2 separate regions of the Mus musculus genome follow, and region 2 is linked to region 1. The links are chromatin contacts, called in public targeted proximity ligation maps. All regions are on one chromosome and are shown on one strand. The core of a region is the stretch at or near the end of the contact, and the rest is flanking DNA. Distances in the headings are between cores, read along the strand shown. Region 1 holds the start of Klc2 (kinesin light chain 2). Region 2 overlaps Pacs1 (phosphofurin acidic cluster sorting protein 1).

Region 1 (6,011 bases), core at 1,156-3,655:
TCAAGAAGAACGAAGACCAAAGTGTGGACACTTTGCCCCTTCTTAGAAATGGGAACAAAACACCCATGGAAGGAGTTACAAAGTTTGGAGCTGTGATGAAAGGATGAACCATCTAGTGATTGCCGTATCCATGGATCCACCCCATAATCAGCTTCCAAACGCTGACACCATTGCATACACTAGCAAGATTTTGCTGAAAGGACCCAGATATAGTTGTCTCTTGTGAGACTATGCCGGGGCCTAGCAAACACAGAAGTGGATGCTCACAGTCAGCTATTAAATGGATCACAGGGCCCCCAATGGAGGAGCTAAAGAAAGTACCCAAGGAGCTAAAGAGAACTGCAACCCTATAGGTGGAACAACAGTATGAACTAACCAGTACCCCAGAGCTCTTGTCTCTAGCTGCATATGTATCAAAAGATGGCCTAGTCGGCCATCACTGAAAAGAGAGGCCCATCGGACTTGCAAACTTTATATGCCCCAGTACAGGGGAACGCCAGGGCCAAAAAGGGGGAGTGGGTGGGTAGGGGAGTGGGGGGGTGGGTATGGGGGACTTTTGGTATAGCATTGGAAATGTAAATGAGGAAAATACCTTAAAAAAAAAAAAGACAAACCCCAGGTCCCTGAGATGCCTATAGACTTGTCAACTGAGAAGTTGGCTGAGGGTGGTGCTGGCCCCTTGTTACAGAAAATGAGACCAAATGTAGGTTTGGAAGGACTAGTCAGGGGCAAGTGTATCTCTCTGACTTTTTTTTTTCCTTTCTGATTTTTGTTTTGTTTGTTTTGTTTTGTTTTTCAAGACAGGGTTTCTCTGTATAGCCCTGGCTGTCCTGGAACTCACTTTGTAGACCAGGCTGGCCTCAAACTCAGAAATCCACCTGCCTCTGCCTTCTAAGTGCTGGGATTAAAGGCGTGCACCAACCACGCCTGGCTTTCTGATTTATTTTTTATGTGTATGAGTGTTTCACTTGCAAGTATGTGTGTGTACCACATGAGTTCCTAGTGCCTGCTGAACTCAGATGGCGGTATCTATCGATGCCCTGGAAATGGTAAAGATGGTTGTGAGCCAATGGGTGCTGCAAATGAAACTCAAGTCCTGAGCAGGAGAAACAAATGCTCTTCACCACCGAGGCATCCTTTCAGCCATCCCCTCCCCTCCGCACGCTTTGTAAGGTAGCCGTCTACTGATTGCTACCACATTCTCTATCTACCCCAGGCCCCAGCCAACAGGTGATGACCTACATTCCAGAAGGCAAAACAAGAAAAATGTTAGAAAGGCCGATGTTGTGTCAGCACCAAGTGGGTGTGGAGTAGAGATGGGAAGAGTACTGTAGAATCTAGTGGGATAGGGACCAAAGAGGCCGTCCTAGTTAGAGTTAATATTGCTGTGTGGAAACACAGTGACCAAAAGGGTTTATTTGGTGCACTCTTCATCCAGTGAAGGAAGTCAGGACAGGCACCCAGAGAGAACAGAACCCAGAGAAAGGAGCTGATGCAGAGCCCATGAAGGAGTGCTGCTTCTGGGCTTGCCCTCTGAACTTGCTCAGAACTGCCTTCTGGCCTCACCTACCCTGGCCTGGGCCCTCCCACAACAATCAGTAAGAAAACAGGTTTTCCTGCAGCCCGATCCTATGGCAGCATCTTCTCAGCCGAGATTCCCATCTGTTCAATGACCCTAGTTTGTGTCAAGTTGACATAAAACTATCTAGCACAGAGGTCTTTCCTTCCGAGTTGGTGACACCCAATCTGAGGCCCCCCAATGACACCACCACAATCCAAAGGCACTCGTCTGACCTCCTTATCTGGTCAGCAGTATCCACCCAGATATTCCCCTCAGGGGCGTGGATCTTCTCCCTTCTCCACCGACCTCCACACGCTCCTTCCCACCCAATTCTCCTTTTTAACCAGAAGCCTCCTTCTGTTCCCTCACAAAGCAAACCTAGATGCTGAGAATTCCCTACAGGCACAGTCACCTCCGAAGCCGGTAAGAGGTGCGTCTCTAGAGCGCGGAGGGGGCTGGGGGGTCAGATGTGTGAGAGGTGGGTAATGGCAACACCCACCTCACCAGCCCTTTGTGAGCATTAAGTCAATGCACTAAGACATCGACAAAAACACTTGACAGTCAATCAATGTGGACCGACTCGCTCTGGAATCTGAGGAGGTCGGCCTTCTTGCTCCTCAGTCACTCTGGTCCGGGGTCGGAGCTCCGCAGAGCGCACAGACCTGGAAGCTCTGGTCCGAGGGGGCGAGTCCAGCCACGCCCCTCTGCGTCCCGTCTGGGCTGGCCCCACCCCGAAGCCGGCCAGGCCTGCGGGGCCCCTTTAAGGCAGCGAGCTGGCCGGCTGGAGCGTGTTTCGCCCCCTCCGACGCCGCCGAGGTAGCGGCTTCACCTTTAAGGCGGCGCGGGGACTGCTGGGAAGGCCGGCGGGATGGAGGCAGCGAGACGAGCTCACGGTCGAGGATCCGGGTGAAGCGGGACAGGAGCAGGAGCCGGAGCCGGGCCAAAGCAGAAGGTGCAGGTCGGCGCCGGCCGGTTGGGCCGGGAGACCCAGTCAAGCCGGACAGTGAGGAGCGGTTGCAGGTCGGCCTAGAGGAGGAGTCGTCGTGGTCGTGGGCGCGGCCTGTGGGAGGACCCGACCGGCCCGCGGGGAGGGGGCGCGGTCCCGGGCTGGGGCTGGGAATCCGGCCTTTTCTAGGGAGGGTCTGCGGGCCTCAGGCCAGCCTGCGGGAGGGGTCGTTGTGGGCGCGGCCTGAAGAGACCTGTCCCGAAACTAAAGACCGCAGTCTCCCCGGAGCGGCGGGGGCGGGGACGGGGTGGCGGGGCTCGGTCGGCCCTGGGGGAGGGGCTCGTGGTTCCGCTTGCCCTGGGAAAGGGGCTGTCGCCAGGGCTGAGACCCAGTTGCCCGGAGAGCCTGTGGCGTCTGACTTGGGAACGCCTTGCAATGCCCTAGTGCTCTGTGTACCGATTAGGACAGTTCCGAATAACTCTCGAAGATGGGCTTTAGATCAACTGGCCTGAGCCGGTGGTCTGGGGCGGAATCGGGGTCCAGCCTCACTTCAGTCACACCGCATTGCGTCTCCCTAGGCTAGACGAGCCTGGCGCGCCCCCTGTAGGCCGCGTGCTGGCACGGCGAGGACTGCGGGCTGAGGGATCTGGACATCCATAGGGACCTAGGCGTCCGGGGACCTCCCGGTGTTTACCTAACTTGGGGTGGACGGCGGTGTGGCCCTAGGCCTGGCGTCCGCCTGCCCCACCCCTTGCCTCCACAGACGGCACGACCATGGCCACGATGGTGCTTCCTCGAGAGGAGAAGCTGAGTCAGGACGAGATAGTGCTGGGCACCAAGGCGGTGATCCAGGGTTTAGAGACCCTGAGAGGGGAGCATCGTGCCCTGCTAGCTCCCCTAGCTTCTCATGAAGCAGGCGAGGCCGAGCCGGGCTCACAGGAGCGCTGCCTCCTCCTGCGCCGCTCCCTGGAGGCCATCGAGCTGGGGCTTGGGGAGGCTCAGGTAGGTCAGTGTTGGGGCTGTGGTGGAAGATTACCCGAAGGGCCCTGGTGATGTAGGAACACCCTCAGCAAGGAAACACAAGTCTTTCAGAGCGTCACGTTAGGACAATAAGCAACGTTCAATGAATACACTTTGGAAATGCCAGCCCTGCGCCCTGCCCCAACGGGCACCCTTACCTCACACTGAGCTATGCCATTCAGGCCTCATTCTACCTAACAGACTGGGATGACAGAAGAAAGCAGAAATACTTTAGTAACCTCCCCTCACAATACAATTATGCATGAATTCATTAAGTTGTATAGCTTCTCACTTACTGTGTGCTGAGCTACAGTGTGTTAATGCTCAGGATGCAGATTGAATGCAGACAAGGTCTGTGTCCTCCCTAGGCATGGTATCTGCAATCCCAGCTCTTGAGAGGTGAAGGCAGTAGGATCCCAAGCTCCAGGCCAGCTTGGGTCAGTCACATAGTAAGATCCTGGCTCCCCTACTGTCCCTTCAAAACAAAATAAGATGATTTTCCCCCCTAGTACAACAGGAGAAGAGAAACACACATTCAACTAGTTACTTGAAACAAGTTGTGATCAGTGCTCCAGGGACAGTAAGATCTTGTGACAGTTTGTAGAAGGGAGTCTTGTCTATTGATCAGGCAAGACTTCTCTGAGATGACTTTAGCTCAAGGGCTGGCCTCCAAAGAGGCAACTAGAGGACAGCTGCATGTGTAAAGACCGAGGTAGGAGAGCTCGTGGGCTTGAAGGGAGACAAGAATGGTGTACCTAGAACTTACGGAGAGGGCGAGAGGGACACTAGAGGCTGTGAGGAAGCAGAAGACAGAATATGTCCAGGCCATCAGGTGGCCTGTGGAAGGGTCTAACAAGCAGAAGATGCCTGACTTAGCTTCTGAGATCTCTCTGGGAGCTATGGAGAGTTAACCTTAGTAGGCCAAGGATGGACTCTTGGAACAAGTGACAAGGAAGCCACTGCTAGGCTAGAAGGGAGTTTGAATTAGAGGGGTAGCCATGGAGACACCAGTTCTAGACTGGGGTGGGGGCAGCACAACTCCTGGATGTTTGTGCTTTTAGCAAGTTTCAGGAAGAAAGACTGTTTAGTTCCCCATATACTGGGCTGTCGGATAGAGAAGGGTTTTGTTCTCTGTGGTTCTTGGCCAAGCCACTGCCTGGATCCAGAAATTCTGGGGTGCTTGTATTGTCTTAATTTCTTTGTCTTTAAAATAGCAAGCAAGGCATGGCAGTTCTTGGGAAGCAGAGGCAAGCAGATTTCCAAGTTCAAGGCTAGCCTTATCTACACTGAGTTCCAGGACAGAAAAATCCTGTCTCAAAAACCCAAACCAAGTTGAGTGTGGTGGCACACGCCTTTAATCCCACTCGGGAGGCAGAGGCAGGCAGATTTCTGAGTTCTAGGCCAGCCTGGTCTACAAAGTGAGTTCCTGTCAGCCACCCTTCAGGGTTCTTTGAACAATCACTAGCCCTAGACAGGAAGCAGTAATATATTGGTGTTAGCTACAGTGGGTAGATTGTAACCAAAGGGGAACAAAGGGAGAGTCTGAGAGCTCAGATTCCACAGAGAAACCCTGTCTCGAAAAACAAACAAACAAAAAAAACCCAAAAAAAAAACCCCAAACCAACATGTCCCCCCACCCTCCCAAAAAACATAGTGGTCATGCCATCTATTGTATGTACTTCCAGGTTGTTTGAGGACTTGTTTTGTTTTGTTTTGTTTTTGAGACGGTCTCTACATAACCCTGGCTGTCCTGAAACTTACTATGTAGATCAAGCTGGCTCTGAACTCACAGAGATCCACCTGCCTCTGCCTCTGCCTCCTAAGTGCTGGAACAGAGCATGTGCCATCTGGACTTTTTTTTTTTTTTTTTTTTTTTTTAAGATTAGTGGTTATAAAAACACCTATCCCTTGAAATGTTTTCAAATATCCAAGTAGAGTGGCCCACACCTTTAATTCCAGCACTCTAGAGGCAAAAGTAGGTGAATACCTGAGTTCGAGGCCAGCCTAGTCTACAGAACAAGTTCCAAGACAGACAGGGCTACATAAAGAAAACTTGTCTTTAAAAAAAATGAAAAAATAGCCAGGCAGTGGTGGCGCATGCCTTTAATCCCATCACTTGGCAGGCAGATTTCTGAGTTCAAGGCCAGCCTGGTCTACAGAGTGAGTTCCAGGACAGCCAGCGCTACACAGAAAAACCCTGTCTCCCAAAACCAAAAAAAGAAGAAGAAGAAATAAAATAAAAAACATTTGCTAACTAAGTAGAAAATACAGGGTCCTAGACTCCAACCTTCTGGAAAGGCAATGTGTTACCTCCTCTCTTCGCTGTCAGTTACAGAGATAGTTCTGCAGGGTTCTAGGCTGCAGGTCTTTCACAGATAGGGAACAGAGTGTCATAGAGGTTACAGGCAGTGGAGATGGAGCATGGGGGAGGCATGACTGAAAAGAGGCAGTGATCCTGGTCTGAGAAGCATGGATAGGAACATA
Region 2 (6,011 bases), core at 2,397-4,896, 61 kb before region 1:
TCAGGATCAATTATGGGTCAGTTTTGACTGTGGGGTGGCAACCCTCACTTAATGTCCTGTCTTTATGCTGGAGGTGGGCTCTACAAGTTCCCTCTCCCCAATGTAGAACTTACTTTCTTTTTTTAGATTTATTTATTATATGTATAAGATTGGTCTGTTTCTATGCACACCAAAAGAGAGAGTTAGGTCCCATTATAGGTGGTTGTGAACCACCATATGGTTGCTGGGAATTGAACTCCCGACCTCTGGAAGAACAGTCAATGCTCTTAACCGCTGAGCCATCTCTCCAGCTCCTCCCCCCACCTTTTTTTTTCCAAAAAAGGCAAGGAAATGCTTGCTAACAGATTAAGGAATTAATAACCACAGGACCTAATTAGAGAAAAATTTGGCAGAGTGCCCAGTGCAACAAAGAGAGAAAATATTCTGCATTTGTGTCACTGTTTAGAAAAGAGTAATTTAGTGCCCTTTAATCTGAGCTAGTGTTGTCCAATTAAGAAGCTGTTGGATGAAAACATGGGCTTTATATTTAGTGGGGTGAAACATAATTTTTCTTAGTATTTTTACATTGGATAGTTTTAATTAAATAAGCTACATAGTGCTCATTTTCTTTCACATTACTCTGTTGCAAATTGGAAGTATCCAAGAAAGAGGATGACATAGTCTCTGTCCTTTAGCTCAAGGTAGAACTAGATGAAAGCTTGAAGAAGTAGGAAAACTGCAGACTTCAAAGAAGGAAAAAAGCTTGACCTACAATGGAAAAATCTGAAAAGGAAGGGCTGTGGAGAGACTTGAAATAATGAGTTTGTTGGCTTAGAGAACTAGAAATAAGCAAAGGCTTTCTATGTCCCTCCCTCTCTGTCTCACATGTTGAGGATTAGTTCTGGAACATCATCCATGCTATGACAGTGCTATGCTGAGCTACATTCCCAGCCCTTTTTAATCCTTACATAAGATGTCTCCCTAAAATGCCCAGGTTGGCCTTGAACTTGAAATCCTCCTGCCTCAGTTTTACAAGTGGCTGGAATTACAACTGTATTGATTCACACTGGACTTTCAGCTGTTTTCTTTGTCTAGTTTGAACCTTAGGCAGTGAAAGTATACTCTCTAAACCTTGGTACATTCTAGCTAACATCTGAGGATGCACATGGAGAACTGCCTAGTTAGTAGTACAGCCATCAAGGGTTTGTTGCAGGGAACACACACACACACACATATACACAAGGTTCACTTGGCCTGTAGAAGGGGTAGCTTTATAAAGGTACTACAAACTGAATATGGTAGCAAACACCTGGACTCCCACCCAGCTCCTGGGAAGCTAAGGCTGGGAGTTGCAAATTCTAGGCCAACCTAGGATGAATCATCAAACCCTGTCTCAAATAACCCAGCTAGAATAAAGAAAGGAAACAAAAATAATAATAATTATTATTATCATCATCATCATCACTATTAGCCCAAAAGAGGTTGCAATTGGACTAGATGGACTCTTCTTGGTTCTATAACTAATTAGAAAATGGTTTCATCTAAGAAATTAGGAAAAAGTAAACAAACTCACCTTTTAAACCTCAAGTAGGGGCTGGACAGATGGCACCGACTGCTCTTCCGAAGGTCCTGAGTTCAAATCCCAGCAACCACATGGTGGCTCACAACCATCTGTAACAAGATCTGACGCCCTCTTCTGGGGTGTCTGAAGACCGCTACAGTGTACTTACATATAATAAATAAATAAATCTTAAAAAAAACAACCCTCAAGTAAAAGGGCTGGTGAGATGGTAGCTAAGCAGGTGAAGACAGTTGCCACCAAGCCTGAACACGTCAGGTCAGTCACGGTGATGACCACATAGTAGGAGAGAACAATTCTAATTCTTGCAGAACGCCTTCTGACTTAGAGTGTGCCATGGCACACTGTGCCCCCACACAAAGACGTCTTAAGAATCTAAATTGCTTAGCTTTATTTTATTTTATTTTATGTGCATAAATATTTGACCTGCATGTTTGGGCCATGGCCAGCAGAGAAACATCTGACTGAGGTAAGCAGGAAACCCGGTTCAGTGGCTCAGTAGCTGATGTTGGTTCAGACTTCTGGAGTCTGACATTATTATATTTTAGACATTTAAGTATAGTACAGTTTTGTCTCATGTGCACAGTAAAGCTTTAAGGTATGACTACGTTGAAACTTTTTTGCATAGTACATGTGACCTCTTCCATAAAGATGGGTTCTATAGCTTAAGGCCTAGGGGAGTATCAGGTGTGGTCTCACTCATACAGAAATTGTAGAGGTCACCAAACTACAAAGTACATGTGACTTCTCCCCCTAGGTTCTATTGACTGAGAAACAATGGTCAAGTTAAAGGTCTAGGGAGGAAGAGTTTGGGATAAACATAGTAGTCTGGGTAATTCAGGTGTGGCCTGGCCCCTGCAGATAGCATAGATCACCAGGATATTAACAACACTCACTGCTAGCATTCTGTGTGGAAAACAAGTATTTATCCCTTCTGTTCAAGAGACAATCCTATGTGTTTAACATTCTTCGTTTCCCTAGTGCTTATCTGAAACCACAAGAACCTTGTGCCCTCTACACATGTATGCTATGTGTACCGTGTTCAAGCCTGGTGCCTGCAGAGGTCTGAAAAGGTGTTGGATCCCCTAGAAGGAGTTATCCATGGTTGAGACCACCAAGTCAGTACTGAGAAATCAGATTCAGTTCCTGCAAGAGCCAGTACTCTTAGCCATTGAACTATCTCTCCAGCCCTAAAAAGTATTTTCAAGATTTGTTTTCTATTTAATTATGTATATGCCACTGTAAGTGCCAGGGAAGGCGAGCGGTATCATAACCTCTGGAGCTGAAGTTACAAGGGAATGTAAGCTGCCCAACATGGGTGCTGGTAAACAGACTCTGGGCCTCTGCAAGAGTAGTATGTATTCTTAACCATTGAGCCGTCTCTCTAGACCCCTTATTTTATTATTGTTTGATGGTTGGTTGGTTGGTTGGTTTGTTTGTTTGTTTTGAAATAGGGTGTCTAAGTAGCCTTGGCTGTCCTGAAACTCACTATATTGGCCACACTGGCCTTGAATTCACCTGCCTCTGCCTCTTGATTGCTAGAATTAAAGCCACCACTATACTTTGCTCATAATTTTATTTTTTAAAGCTATCTTTTACATTGCTGGGTCAATCAGAGTCCCTCAACCCGAGGGAGAAATCAGGGTCCCAGTATTCAGGTGGGCAAGGAGTCAGCAAGTTACAAACAGGCACAAACACAAGAGAGTGTTGGATCTGAATGTAATTTCTCAAAGCAAGCATCAGACTTATATTACAGAAGAAAATTAGGAAGTTAGGTGACACGTCAGCTAAGGTACACTGAGGTTACTCGATGCATAATGACTCTTTACACAAAACACAAAAATGTGTACATAAAGACTGGCAGGAACCAGGCAATGTAACAACTGGGAGTCAGCCCTATCTAAGGTCAGCCATATTCTTAGAAGCTGGGTGTGAGGTCTTTACACCCCCGGGGCAAGGGCTCTCACGCCCAAGCCATAGTTCTAATTCTAATTGATTGTGTAACCCACCACCAGCCGGCTCCTAGTAAGTAGCTAGCTGTGCTATTCTTCTGGGCTTGTGAAAGTGTGCACTCGGGAGGGCTCCACTCTTGCTAACCTTTTCATAAGTAATGCAATACTCTAGTTCCTCCTAACCACAGCCCAGGCTTCTTCCGAAACCATTGTAAATTCTTGTATATGGGAGTGACTCAGCTGTTATTCTAAGTGTTTTGTGAGGGACCTCCATTTACCAGAGGAGCCCACAAACTTTCCTCTATTAGGTAATGTAGTCTGCCATACATGACTATAATAAGAATTCTAAACTTACTTTGTTAAACTTGCCCTGAAATCTCCAACTCTATCTAGTAGATTGCAATGTGTGATTTCTTTCACTATCTCTCTTTCAACACTGGAGGCATTTCATCTGAATAAGTAATGTTTTTACAAAATTCCAAGCTCAGGGTCTGCTCAAAGACTGCCTAGGACATTGGGACACGAGTGAAAGCCAGGAAGCAATGTTCAATCTAACTTAGCTATTTGTCAAATCATTCCTTGGGGGCACCTATAATAAAACAATACTAAAGGAAAGCACACAGAACCCTTCACCAACTATTTCAAGGACAAATCTGAAATACATCTGTGTTATGGGACGCCAAAGACTCCAGGAGACCAGTTTCCATGAAACTTTTTGCCTCAGGACTGCAGCCAGCTTTTGGACTTGTCACGCAGACTCCACTGGAGTGGGTGTGGCAATTGTCCATTAAAGAATGAGTAAATAAATAACTACAAATGATACTATTGGATAAGGGTTATTTTATATTATTAGGGAGAGGGTTGACTGTAGTTCTTCCTTGATAGTGATTATTAGTAGAGCCTGACCTGCTATTGTTTTTCCCCCAGTGTCTCTGCCAGCCCCAGTATTAAATTACTTTTAGGCCTGCTAGCTTATTTTCATATTGTCTGTAAGTCTGCTTATACAAAGCTAGCTGATTAAGTAGGTCTAAAATGTGTACCTCATGTGTTAGGGGCCCCATAGTAGACCTGAAGGTGCTCGTCCAGAGGGTTTTTTTTAAATGTTTATAATTATTTATTCTTTGAGAATTTCATACATGTATACAATGTATTTTTATCTTATCTAACTCTTACCTAACTCTCCTATTCCACTCCTGCTAGGCTTCCCAACACCCCCCACCCCCCCACACACACAGACCTTATCTTCTCCCCCCTCCTTCATTATAACCATTGAGTCCAATTAGTTCCACCCATATGTGCATGACGTGTCTGGGAATTTTTGTTTTCAAGGTCTTAAAATAGCTGTGGTGTGAAACCACAGGGGAGAAAGATGTCCCCCTCCACTCTGTAGTTCTTATGTGCACCCTTTGGCTGATGCTAAGACTCTTAAGGAATGAGAGGAAATCATACTTGTTTCATTAATTTCATATGTACAGTGGAAATCTTCAGAAGACAGTGATATATAAAGAAATAACCAAAGCATGATGCTTTTTACATTTCAAAAGAGTAGTTAATCTCTGAGTGAGAAAGGACAGATGAGAATCAGGATCAGGGCAGTAAACTCTAGGTTTGCCAGGAAAGATGTACTCAGTCAAGGAGTGAAGTTAGTGTGAAATGGGGGTCACTTTAGAGCTGTCGGTGCAGGCTCATGGCAGCCCTAGGTTATCAGTCTCTGGTGATGAAGGTCAGCTCTCCCAGAACAATCCTTTGTAGTTTCATGCATAGAGGCAGAAGCAAACCGCCCCCTCGGGTGAATGCAGCTTGAGGTCGTCAGTTCCCAGTTCCTAGGTTGTGCTTCCTTAACTCCTCCTGATGGATTCAGAACCCCGTATCTTCAAACAGGAAAGGCTTTCTCCTGAGTGAGGCTTTGTTAGGCATGTGTAAGGATTCTGCTGTCATTCCTATTCCTACCATTATCCCAGCAGCTCTCTATGTGTCTAGAGAAGTTCAGGTTTTACCTTGGTCCAGAATGTGTAGAAAGATCAGAGAAAAATGGAATTGTCTCTCAATAAGCAAGCAACCTGGCTATTAAAATAATTTTAAATGTGCCACTTAAAGATAGTCGAAATTTATTGCAGTCTACAGCGGGACCTCCTTTTGAAATTTTTAACTTTCTTGATGAAGAAAACCGTCTTAAATTCAAATTACTCCAGTTTCTCGTTTTATTTGTTCAGACAGTAAGGATCTGCACAGTTGGATTCTTAGGGAGGGAAGTAAGGAGAGAGAAGAGGGGCGACTAGCAAGACAAGCAGGACCACAGAGTAGCGTTTCCTGTCTCAGCTCTTCAGTCTCTGTGAAGCTGAGATATCTGCATGCCTGTGATGCTTCCAGAACTAGGAAACAGGACAGAGATGTTCATAGTTAGCTATTACAGCACTTCTTCTGAGCTTCACTGAATTAAAGATTTCATGCATGCATGGATACAGCTCATCAGTAAGATTCATCACAAAGGGAATATTAAT

What was found.
Region 2: a contact with region 1 is called in a targeted proximity ligation map of embryonic stem cells, with 20 read pairs. A contact is called at or near these places in 2 of 39 promoter capture datasets (embryonic stem cells and macrophages), 5 of 130 datasets of targeted methods (CD8 T cells, bone marrow-derived macrophages and embryonic stem cells) and 3 of 9 other capture datasets (adipose tissue, liver and pancreatic islet).

Annotation. Positions count from the first base shown.
Region 1 is chr19:5,114,692-5,120,702 of GRCm38.p6, reverse strand. Klc2 (kinesin light chain 2) reads left to right here and starts at 2,405. Exons shown (of 16, transcript NM_008451.3): 1 at 2,405-2,581; 2 at 3,271-3,509. The coding sequence starts at 3,282. It overlaps LOC115489018 (a long non-coding RNA gene), which reads right to left. Exons shown (of 2, transcript XR_003952889.1): 2 at 1,371-4,002.
Region 2 is chr19:5,176,471-5,182,481 of GRCm38.p6, reverse strand. All of the region lies in intron 1 of Pacs1 (phosphofurin acidic cluster sorting protein 1), which reads left to right. Among named protein-coding and RNA genes, the nearest start is that of Gm30840, 54 kb to the right of the region's middle.